Linked DNA regions of Mus musculus: regions 1 and 2 are each linked to region 3. Evidence: chromatin contacts called from public promoter capture Hi-C data. All regions are on one chromosome and are shown on one strand. Each heading gives the region's core, a stretch centred on a gene start, on an enhancer-like site or on the middle of the called end of the contact. The rest is flanking DNA. Distances are from core to core; before and after follow the strand shown.

Evidence for each region. Promoter capture Hi-C pulls out the DNA fragments that hold promoters and counts their contacts.
Region 1: a contact with region 3 is called in a promoter capture Hi-C map of hippocampal neurons, with 2.2 times the contacts expected there. The contact joins the enhancer-like site here to the promoter of Lsm11 in region 3.
Region 2: a contact with region 3 is called in a promoter capture Hi-C map of pre-B cells, with 2.9 times the contacts expected there. The contact joins the enhancer-like site here to the promoter of Lsm11 in region 3. A contact is called at or near these places in 7 of 39 promoter capture datasets (the C10 cell line, frontonasal cranial neural crest, hippocampal neurons and 4 more) and 4 of 115 datasets of contacts at active chromatin or transcription factors (astrocytes, bone marrow-derived macrophages, embryonic forebrain and 1 more).

Annotation. Positions count from the first base shown.
Region 1 is chr11:46,619,412-46,623,486 of GRCm38.p6, reverse strand. All of the region lies in intron 2 of Dppa1 (developmental pluripotency associated 1), which reads left to right. Among named protein-coding and RNA genes, the nearest start is that of Dppa1, 7.8 kb to the left of the region's middle. Within about 2 kb of position 2,541, at least 3 of the 459 cell types and tissues checked have an H3K27ac peak or open chromatin away from gene starts, as enhancers often do. A contact at or near this core is called in hippocampal neurons, where this site is marked.
Region 2 is chr11:45,005,598-45,009,613 of GRCm38.p6, reverse strand. Ebf1 (early B cell factor 1) reads right to left here. Exons shown (of 16, transcript NM_007897.3): 16 at 1,518-4,016. Among named protein-coding and RNA genes, the nearest start is that of Gm51859, 81 kb to the left of the region's middle. Within about 2 kb of position 1,318, at least 28 of the 459 cell types and tissues checked have an H3K27ac peak or open chromatin away from gene starts, as enhancers often do. A contact at or near this core is called in pre-B cells, where this site is marked.
Region 3 is chr11:45,942,984-45,946,684 of GRCm38.p6, reverse strand. Lsm11 (U7 snRNP-specific Sm-like protein LSM11) reads left to right here and starts at 1,750. Exons shown (of 4, transcript NM_028185.2): 1 at 1,750-2,223. The coding sequence starts at 1,773. It overlaps Thg1l (tRNA-histidine guanylyltransferase 1-like (S. cerevisiae)), which reads left to right. Exons shown (of 6, transcript NM_001080969.3): 6 at 1-1,380.

The sequences.
Region 1 (4,075 bases), core at 1,292-3,791, 680 kb before region 3:
TGGCTCTAACTCTAGGGGTAGATGCCTTTGGAATTGGTAAGGTTCTGGGGGATTTTGGGAACTTTTGCTGATTAGCTATATTTGGCTCAAGCAAGGATGTCGGGGCAGCTTCTACAGCTCCTGATTGGCTGCCCGTGAGGGTGGTTCAGGCTAGGTGGTGGGACAACTTCCTGATTGGTTGCTGGTAAGGGGTGGGTTTCCCTGGAATTCACTTGTTTTGGACTTTTCCAGTTGTGGGAAACAGAAACTTAGGCCTAGTCTCCCAAACTGTCAGTTTGTGGCCAGTCATGGAGTCAGCCTGGCTCTGGCTAAATCTGTCCTCTCAAAGGAATTGAATCATGAGGATGTGATTTCTTTTGGTGATGTTTCCTAACGTCCTTTACTAAGAGTTAACAGTGACAATAGGAACCAATACTAACTTGTCCCTATTTTTTTTTTTTTAATTCTAAACATCACTGTGTAATTGTTCCGTCTTGGCAGTTGTTACTTGTGTTTTTTATTTATCTATTTTATTTTGAGGATGAATATCACTGTGCGGTACAGATGGCCTTGCTCTCTACTCAAGTAGATCAGGGTGCCTGGAAACTCTCTAATCCAACTGCCCCTGTCCTTTTTTTTTCTTTTTTTTTTTCTGCCTTTTTTTTCTTTTTTTTTTATTAGATATTTTCTTTATATACATTTCAAATGCTATCCCGAAAGTTCCCTATACCCTCCCCCCGCCCTGCTCCCTTACCCACCCACTCCTGCTTCTTGGCCCTGGTATTCCCCTGTACTGGGGAATATAAAGTTTGCAATACCAAGGGGCCTCTCTTCCCAGTGATGGCCGACTAGGCCATCTTCTGCTACATATGCAGCTAGAGATATGAGCTCTGGGGATACTGATTACTTCATATTGTTGTTCCACCTATAGGGTTGCAGACCCCTTCAGCTTCTTGGGTGCTTTCTCTAGCTTCTCCATTGGGAGCCCTGTGTTCCGTCTTATAGATGACTGTGAGCATCCACTTCTGTATTTGCCAGGCACTGGCATAGCCTCATACGAGACAGCTTTAACAGGGTCCCTTCAGCAAAATCTTTCTGGCATATACAATAGTGTCTGGGTTTGGTGGCTGATTATGGGATGGATCCCCGGGTGGGGTAGTCTCTGAATGGTCCATCCTTTCGTCTTAGTTCCAAACTTTGTCTCTGTAACTCCTTTATGGGTATTTTGTTCCCTATTCTAAGGAGGAATAAAATATCCACCCATTGGTCTTCCCTCTTCTTGATTTTCTTGTGTTTTGCAAATTGTATCTTGGGTGTTCTATGTTTCTGGGCTAATATCCACTTATCAGTGGGTGCATATCTAATTCTTGGACAAATGGATGTATCTGGAGGATATCATCCTTAGAGAGTTAACCTGTCTTTTGACTAATGGGAACAAAGCCCGTGTCACTGTGCACAGCGGCTTGGAATCATTAATAGTGAGTTGTTATCAAGCTTAGAAATTCTTTCACTCGTCAGTGTTTAAAAGTCCTCTATTTGGCTCCTCACTGGGCCCACAAGAGATGCTATCTGATCCCTAACAACCACTTTGTATAATTTCTCATGACTTAAGCACTCTGAGCTGACTCTTCTGCTGTCCCGGGACCTTCATCAGCTCCAATGCACTTTCCCATCTACCTGGGAGAAAAAATGTCACAGAGCAAGCAAAGAGGAGCTCCTGAGATGGTTGTTTTCTTTCTGCTTGTTGTTCCCATTTTGACCTCTTGATTAGGGTTTTCAGTTTTCTTGGTTTTCAGTTGTTTGGGGGGAGGGTTGTTGTTGTTGTTTGCATGATTGCTTCTTTCTCCACTAAATTTTTACTGTTCAGGGAGGGTTTGAATTGCTTTCATGCCTCTGTCCATACATTATATTGGACTAGCAATCTAATCGTTTGAATCTAATTGTGTGAATAGTTTGTACCTAGTGGTATGAATAGATTTACTGCACCTCAGCCACACCCATTGCCTGCTGTGTTGCCCTCACTATCTTTCACACTGAGTGACAGGAGTGCTTGCCCCTCAACACCTAGTTGTTGGTTCCTGAACCCAATAGACCCATTACTTAGGTGTCCCTTTAAGGGAAAGGGGAGTGAGGGCCAGCAAGATGGCTCAGTGGGAACAGGTGCCCATGACTGAGCTAGATTACCTGAGTTCAATTCTTGCAAGCTGGTTGCTAGAAGGTGAGAATCAGCTCTCTCAAGTTGACCTCTGACCTCAACACTTTGCCCATGGAAAATTATGCGCACATACAAACAAAGGAGGGAAGGGGAGAAGAAAGAGAGCAAGAAATGAAAATAAGTGAGTAAATACAACTTTTATAAATCTTAGAAGTGGGTTGAGCCCTACCTCCATTAGCTTCCTGCATGTAACAGGTGAACACATTTTTCACATCACATCCATTAAGGAGAAGAGTGTTCAGAGCAGTTGGTCCGAGTTCCTGGGTTTTCTTTTGTAGTTGGCAGAGTCAGGAGTGACTGCTGCTGCTTCCGGGGAACCGTGACAGCCGGCAGAGCAGTGTGTGCTCCAGCTGGAGCCCTCACTCACTGTTTCTTCCAGGCACCGTTTCCTGTTACTTCCTGTCTAGGATCTCTGTGCACTCTCAGACCATCAGTACAGTATTTGGATTCATACAGCACTTCTGATTTTCCTGATTTGTGAGTTACAGGTTGAACCTGCATTGCCCAGTAGCAAATATGCAGTACTTCAAGCTATAAAATCTCTTGGGCATTGCCTTGATAAAAACACCTAGAAAACTGAGTTCCATAAAGTATTTATATGCAGAATTATCAGTGGTTTATAAATGTACATGTAAGCTATGAATATGAACTGTATGCATATGAAAGCTACATCTATCCATATTTAGACTTGAGTACCATCTGTAAGCCATGTATAAATTTTTTTTAAATTCCGAAATACCCAAATTCTGAAACTCCTTGTACCAAAATATTTGCATAAGCGATATTCACTATGTTTCTCTTATATTGGAAAAAAAAGCATAGAAGACTGTGTCTACTCTCTATCCAAAAGTACCAATTATTTGTGTTGGACTTTGCATAGGGACTTTCATGGGGCAACTAGGCTAATTAGCCTTCAGCTATGATACAGTGCTGTGTGCTTTCAAGAAGAAATCAATATGAAAGCAAGGGAAAGCTGAGCAAGAAGAAAGAGTCTTTTGCTACACCTGCTCCATAGCACAGCAATGAGAGGCTGTGCCTGCTCCATAGCACAGCAGTGAGGGGCTGCGCCCAGGCAGAGGCTCCTCTCCTGAGCTTCTGTTCTTTGTCAGTGACCAACAAGGACATGGCAGGGAGGGTGAGAATAGACAGGCTCACCCATAGGAGGCAGCTGCACTGACAACATGGAGATGAGAACTGAGCCCAGGTTCCTATGGAAACACTTTATAAATGGCAGGAGTCAGATCCTCAGATGTCTCTAAGCATCTGTGATATAGAGAAGGTATGGGGGCTGGGAGAGATTTTGTACCTTTCACTGGTAAATGACTGACTTCACCCACAAATTACAGGCTCAGCATATTCAATGCAGCCAGTCCTGGGAGGACACAGCATACAGCACTGCATCATAGCTGAAGGCTAACTAACCTAGTCATCCCATGAAAGTTCCCATGCAAAGCCCAACACAAAGAATTAGTACTTTTGGATAGAGAGTAGACACAGTCTTCTATGGCTTTTTTTCCCCAGTATAAGAGAAACATGGTGAATAGCACTTCTCCAACACCTGCACACATGCCTACTCACAAACAAGGTGAAACCTATGTGTTCCAGGGCTCAGAGTCCTTCTCGTGAGATGCTATAAGACACACAGGACAACAAGGCAGTCTTTTTTGTTTTGTTTTGGTTTGGTTTTTTGTTTTTTGTTTTTTGTTTTTTGAGACAGGGTTTCTCTGTGTAGCCCTGGCTGTCCTGGAGCTCACTTTGTAGACCAGGCTGGCCTCGAACTCAGAAATTGGCCTGCCTCTGCCTCCCAAGTGCTGGGATTAAAGGCGTGTGCCACCACCGCCCAGGCAAGGCAGTCTTAAAAGTACAATCTAGGTGAACAGG
Region 2 (4,016 bases), core at 69-2,568, 940 kb after region 3:
CAACTACTACTTTCTCTAGAAGACTTTTCCAGAAAGTCCTTAGATTATGTCAGACCTCACGATGTTATACCTTCAAAGCATTCTTGACTCGGACCTCAATACCCTCGTTAGATGTTATGTGTGTTGTGGGTTTATGTCAATTTTTCTATTGTAAGCGCCAAGAGTGGGAACAATGCCAGTGTTCTTACGAATGGGTCCACTACTCCTCATCAAGGGTCATAGGCATGCCAAATGCTTGAGGTTTAAGGGAACAAATGAATGAATGAGTGAATGAATGAATGAATGAATGAATGCTGTCAAGAGGTAGGCCTTACGGAGTTCTAAGCCAATTCAGAGTGTGGTTATCTGTTTTTATTCTGTGGAGCTCTGGCATATGTCTGCCTCTTGCAGTTTAAGCATCATAGACATGGATGACGTGGAAGCGGGTTGTCTTGTCTGGCACCACATGCATCCTGAAGTCATCCTGAACCTTTTGCTCAGTGTTTCTCCTCTGCAACTGATACAGAATTGAAAAAATAGGGGATGGCCAAGCTGATCAGGTAGGAGTCTCCATGGAGACAGGACAGCAGCTTCTGTATGTTCTGGCTTACATGGGGTGGCCTTTCATGACCTTACCTTGGGCTGTATTTCAGGGTAGTGCCATAGCAGTGCCTCCCACAAATGAATGTGCTGGTGGTTATGGGACACCCTCTTAGGTCTGGCCATGGAGTTTCTGTTGGTCGAGGCATTTTGTAAGCGCCATTAACCTCATCGTGTCCAGTCATTGCAAAATTAGTGAAGACATGGAACGTACAATGGAAAGATGTATCCTTAAATGACCCGGTCCCAGATGTGTGTATATCTTCTGTGGACCTATGAAGTTTGCACAACGACTGAGTGCCTGTAACTTTCAATTCCAGACAGATGTGGTTTTGTCAACCAGGAAAAAGAAAAAAAAAACTATTATCCACACAAAGTTTATATATATATATATATACATATATATATATACATATATATATATATATATATATATATATATATATATATATATATATATATATATGTTCTCTAGTCACACGTCTCATCAGCAAGCCAGGGCACATAATTAATTGACCAGGAGGCACACTGGGATTAATTAGCAGTTGCATAGGAAGAGTTTAGCTCAGCCTTCCAGGGCAGAGGATGGTGTTCTAGAATGACCAGTTCCTGGATTCCCAATTCAGCCCCTATCATGGGGGGAATCTCACTGTTCACTGACAATAGGACTGGGGGCTCTTGCCACCAATGTGGGCCAGCACGTGCACACCTGGCTCATGCCAGCAGAGGGCAGCAGTACGCTGTGCGTGTTCAATTTGCATTCCAAATTAGCAGATCCCGGTGGGACCTACAAAGAAAGGAAGTGGGTGCCCCAGGCCTAGGCTAATTCTCTCTGGGTGTTAACACTGGCCCGAATAATAGCAAACCCGGGCCTTTTGCAGTCCATTGAGTGTTGCTCTTCTCTTCTGCCATAGAGAAATGAACACGCCACTAGGAGCTGCTATCACAGACAGGAAGTAACTTTAATTAAATATCGTGAACGTTGAAAAGTTTTTTACAGTTTGAATTTTTGAAAAAAAAAAAGGAGAAGAAAAGAAAAGAAAGAAAGAAATAAAAAAGAATGAAATATAACAATCTCTACAGTAGTTGAGTGCTCTAACAATTGGATTGTACAGTGTGTGTCTATTGAAAACGTTTGAAAAGAAGGTGAAAGATTTGCAGAATGAGTTCATGGAGCTGCATCCTACATTGTGAGGCCGGGCATGGCGTGGACATATCCAGTCATCCAGAGGCAGGGCTCTTCCCCCAAAACGGAAATCTGAATTGAATTCTCTACTCCATCTTCTTTTTAAAAGCCATATTCTGTATTTAGGGGGCTATATCTTAAAGGGACTTAAAAACAAGATTTTGTGTAGAAGAAAGTGGTTCCTAAAACCAAACTACTTCTCCATCGGCTAATCAAACAGAAGTAACAAAACACAATTGATACACATTTTCTTTTTAAAGGCTCTTTGGGCTTTCCAGTAAAGTTCTCATCACGTCACAGCACGTGGCTAACAGATTGGTGGCGTCTTTTGTCAGGGTCTGAGCCGGACACCTCACCGGCTTGCTGCTCGTTCCTTTGCAGACAGTTGTCTGGCTCACCAGACAAAATATGGCTTTAGACGTTAGACATCTTGAGGCCAGCGCTTACCACACGAATTCAGACAACCTTTCTGAGTACGGAGAAGCAATGCTAAACCTTGCTTATATTTTTTTCCAGTTTCTTTTTATTTTTATTATTATTATTATTATCATCAGTTGTCATTATTATTATTTCTCACCATGAAAAATCAGCTTTCCTCCCTCCCCTCCCCTACCAACCCCCCCAACTTCCCTCCCCTCCCCTCCCCAACCCATAAAAATCCGCACTCTGACAGTCTAGTGAAAACCGTTGAAATCCATCCGGGCATGCACAGTCGCAGCTTTGTTAATGTTCTCTTGCTCTACTAGAAAAAGTAACATTGTCTTAAAGTAACAAAACAGTTCTTTTGTGCTTTTCGATTTCTCTCTTTTTTTTTCTTCTTTTTCTTTTTTTTTTTTCTTAGAATGTTAGTGATGGCTGACAGTTGGGGGGGGTGCACAGTACAATGTACAGGTGAAATGGATATGATTTGCATTGTTAAGGCATCCAATCTGCTGGTTTATATTTATGTGAAAGACAGAGAATATACAAGCAGACTTAAGAAAGAAAGTATGTTCATTGATCTCTATGAAGTTTCTCCCCCAAATTTAATGCACAAAATGCGTCACTCCAAAGGGAGAGATTCCATGCATATTACTAGAGTAAAACAGCGTTTTTGTATGCTTCCAAAGCAAAGGGTACATTATTTTTAAATCTACAGAACTAAATACTACAAGAATAATATGCTACTATTTTTTTGCCATATATTGGAAAAAACTTCTTAACTTACAAATAATACAAAAATAGACAATGGCTTTTGGGTGGAAATAAAAAAATGAAGCATGGTTTAAAACAATACTAAAAATACCTATAAATGAATTGTTTAAAAATCACATTGAAACAGCTAATACAACTATAAGTGACCAAACTATACTTGCGCACTGTTCACAAAGCAAACACACACACAAAATAAACTAGGGGTGGGGGATGGGAGGAAGGAGAGAAAAGCAATGTACAAATTCCAAAGATAAATACATTATTTATATGGATATTTTACAAAATCCCCATTAAAACAAACAAACAGAAAGCCTTTGAATTAACTTTGCAAGTATGTGCAAGCTAAAGGTAGTGCGCTTTTTATTTCTTTGCAAAATATGCAGTATAATTCTTTGCGTGTGTGAGATCGAAAATCTTAAGACATTAAAATGTATAAATAAAACAACTTTGGCAAAAAAAAAATCACAAAAGAAATCTACAGTATTTATAACTACATACAGAAACAGAAGGGCAGAGGTCAGCAGGAACACGCCCCCTCAGAGCCTTGCTGGCTGAATCTTTGCTATGGATTCTTTAAGAACACTTCCCAGTTGAAAGCAAAATTTCCCATAGAAAGCTGAGTTTGAAGCCTCAACCTTCCCTTCCTCTCTCCCAGTTTCCTTTCACACTGAACTCCAAAGCACTTTACCTGTTGACTGAATATAGAACTTTCCAACCTTGCGGAGTCTTGCGGATACAGACCCCTGTGTGATTTGGGACCTTGCGGAGTCTTGCGGGTATAGACCCGTGTGATTTGGGAGCCCGGAACAGCACACCTACTTGCCTTTGTGGGTTTGCTTTATTTGGGTTTTTGAGCCCAGATCTAGAGTTAATATCTAGGATTCCAGCTTGAGTAAGCTTGGATCTCTTGACGGTGGAGTGCGAGCGAGATTTTGGCTTGGTAAACTGGAGGGCATATATGGAATTCTGTGCCTGGACCCTGTCCTGTGAAGTCTTGAAGGAGATTCTCGCTCGGAACATGTGTTGCTCCACTCTCAGAGGCCGCTGGCTTCGGGAG
Region 3 (3,701 bases), core at 501-3,000:
TTGGGACTCTTCAGTGATTTTTTTAAAAGCCCAAATGTTTCTGATACACAGCTATGAACATTATAGCACTTTGGGCAAGCAATTCCCTCAGCATACTAGAGAGGCAGTAAGATCATTAGCTCCTGATGAGCAAATTTAACTTAATGGTAGGTTGATAGCATGTTATATCAAAATTGGCCAAGTAGGGAATAAAGACCCAAGTTTCATTGACAACCGCTGGAGAAAGTGTGTGCTTTCAGATCCAGGGAAGTCTCCCTCTGGGCATGCCCTGAGATAGTCATTGAATGGTGCTGGAAGTTTTCAGTCATTGAATGGTGCTGGAAGTTTTCATGCAGGCAGGGGATTTTTAAAGCAATAAACCGGGGTTGAACACAAGTGTCATCAAGTACCATTACCTACCCAAAGCTTGCTCTTTATTTCGTCTGTGTGTTTCCCTCCTACGATGCAGCTCACACGGTGGTGGCAGTGTGCTAAGTTTCATCTCTGTCTTAAAGATAGTCAAGTGTTCTTTTGGGCCACATTTTCAAACTTACAGAAAGTAAAGAAGACCCCAAAGCAGCTAGCGCGGGCTGAATGCCGGTTGATACTTTGAGAAGGTGGTGGCACTTCGGAGAATGACTTGTGTGGCTGGAGATGGCAAGAAGCAAGACAGCTATGCTGGATGGGGAGGGACTTACCTCCAGGAGTCTCACTTTTAAAACCATTCCTTTGGGGTTGAAGAGATGGCTATTCTTCCGAAGGAAGACCCAGAACCCACATGGTAGCTCACAACGAGCACAACTCAGGGGATCCAGCATTCTCTGGCCTCTGTGTGTATGTCTGATTGCTCATAGTGCACAGGCATACATGCCGACAAGCATACACATGAAATATATCTTAAAGAGTTTTTGCTGAACTAGAGCTAAAAAATAGTGTTGATTCTTTGGATTTTGCAGTAGTCAGGAGAACATCAAGGAGTCAGTTTTCTTTTCTTTGATACCAAGTGTTCTCTAAACTTAGTGGGCAGGGAAAGGAAGTGAGGATGTAGTCACCCGTCTTTTATAGCACTCAACCATCTAGCATGCACCCACTGTATACTCTGTACCCTTCCTGTCATATTTCAGACGACAATAAGAACTCAAAAGAGGCTCAGTAATTTGAGCTTAGACAGGCTAGCCTGATCCACATCAGGAATATACTTAACAGGAATGAAAAATGGGATATGTCTTGTCTTCCTGTCCTTTGCCTCCAGCTCAAGCCGAACAACAGAGAACATCCTGGGACTTTAAAATGCTGCTCTTGGGGTCTACCCCCCGAGTCTGGAGCATCAACCATTCTAAGCTGTCTGTGAATATCAGTGAGTTTTACTAAATAAATGGTTAATTGTTACTGCCTCCAAAATGTTGGCTTTGTTTTCGAATAATGTGTCCCTACTTGTATATTTTGTTGACGTTAGATCTCAAATTCAGAAGAGATAGTTAATATCAATGGGGGAGGGAAACGAGAACTAATAAACAGTATCTTCTTTAGTAACAAAAAGGTCAAGAGGACAGCCTCAACCTGTCTGCTGTCTGTGGAGGCGGAGCGAGGCCTGAGCAGGTCACGCCTCTCAGCACGCCCCTGCCTTGCGCCACGCCCCCTGCTGCTCTCCAGAGCGAATCTATGCTGCCCCCTGGTGGCCGCGGCTGCGCAGTGCGTCCCCTTGAGCCGCGGCTGCGGCTGCGCAGTGCCGCCCTCTGGCGGCTCGGCTCCTTCCTCCCGCCCATCGGCTTCTGCTTGCGGGCCTTTCAAACATGGAGGAGCGCGAGTGGGGGGCGAGGTCGGCTCGCGCCGGCAGCCCAGCCAGCCCGCCCAGCCCGCGGCTGGACGTCAGCTCCTACAGCTTCGACCCGCTGCTGGCCTTGTACGCACCTCGCCTGCCGCCCATTCCCTACCCCAACGCGCCCTGCTTCAACAACGTGGCGGAGTACGAGAGCTTCCTGAAGGGCGGGCGCACCGGGCGCGGTCGGGCTCGGGGCACGGGGGAGCCGGCCTCGGCGGGAACCTCCACCGGAACCTCCACGGGAGCCGGGAGCTCGTCCAGGGCCCGTCGCCGCGCCGCGCCCACCCCGGATCCCGAGCGCATCCAGCGCCTGCGCCGGCTCATGGTGGTCAAGGAGGACACGGACGGCACGGCCGGAGCGCGACGCCAGGGCCCGGGGCGCAGCAAGAAGGCACCCCGCAATGTGCTTACGCGGATGCCTTGTGAGTGCTGTGGGGCGGCCGGAGGTCTAGGCAGGGCTTGCAAAGGGCGTCTGCGGGAGTCTCGAGGGCCGTGGGGGCGCGGGCACGGTCACCTGTGAGTCACAGAGACTGTGCACGAGTTGAGGAACAGGGAGAGTGACGACCCACGGCGGTGGGGATGAGGTGGGGGTGGGGGAGATCTGCACAGGCTATCATGTCCGGAGGAATGTCCCCCAGGTAGTGAGGAGCTGCAGAGGGGCTGCGGTAGTGATGAGGCTTACGGAGCGATTGTAGGGCTTGTAGACAGTTTGGGGGGATGGGGCGAACATCAGAGGTCTGCAGAAATGATGAGAGGTCTTGGGGACCACTGCAGGGAGTTGAGGAGGTGTACAGAAGTTGTGTTGGAGCACAGCCAGTCTGAAGGTGTGTGGGATTTGAGGGTCAGGTGGAGAGTGAGGAGATGGATATGTTCACATAATAGCACAAGAGACGTCTCCTATCCCAGCATGGGAACTGACAGCCCCGCCTGGGGTGCCGTTTCCGCCTGGGCTGCAGGGACTTGATCGGCTTGTGTTCACATTAAATCACTAGTGTTGGAGTGCCGCAGACACAGAATGCTACCAAAACACAGGTGCGGTTTTACAGCTACTGGCTGGCTGGGGCAGGACTATCTGTCAGGCTCAGGTTACCCTGTGTGCAGGTTGTTTTAAAATTCTAAAGGTAGAAATGGCACAAGAGAATTTCTTGCAGCTTCCTAATAGATCCGCAGGATGAATGAAGCCTTAAACAGCAAAGGTTCTAATGTGCTATTTAGATCTTGTTTAAATGGAATAAAAACAGCCTAGGGCTATATCAAATAGTTATGACATCTGCCCTGTGAACATAATGACCTACTTAGCCAGTCATAGCTTCTGTAGCCTGCTAATTAAATCGTTACAATGTTAAAGTGGCTTCTTTTGGAATGGAAGGTGTGAACTCAGTGAGAGATTTTGTTTTGTTATGTTCCTAGAAATTTGTTTATTAAGAGAGAAAGACCCTGAAAAGCAGTGCGCTGCTGCCGGAGCCTTTGTGGGCTGGCATACTGTACCAGATCCTCCCAGCACAGCCAGGATTTCCCAGAGCTGGCTCTCACAGCCGGAGCAGAAAGACAGAGCGTGCCTGGCTCTGGAACAAGCTGCTACAGTACTTTCTTTTTGCCTATGTGTGTTGCCACTGTGAGGTTATTGAATTGCACCCAAGTCTCAGAGTGTGACACTTATTCCTGCTACCTCCTTGCTACCAAGATTGTCTCGGGAAACACTTGAGAGCAGTTCTGGGTTTCCTGTGCTCTCAGGACTGTGAGAGGACCAGCTCCACCTGGCTCTCACGACTAAGTTCATTTCTGGAGTTAAGACCTCACTCAAGGTGTTAGCCCTCATCACTGAAACCCTGAAGCAGATGGAGTACCGCGAGAGATGGGTGGATACCGCAAAGAATAGCCTCCAGAAAGCAAGCAAGTG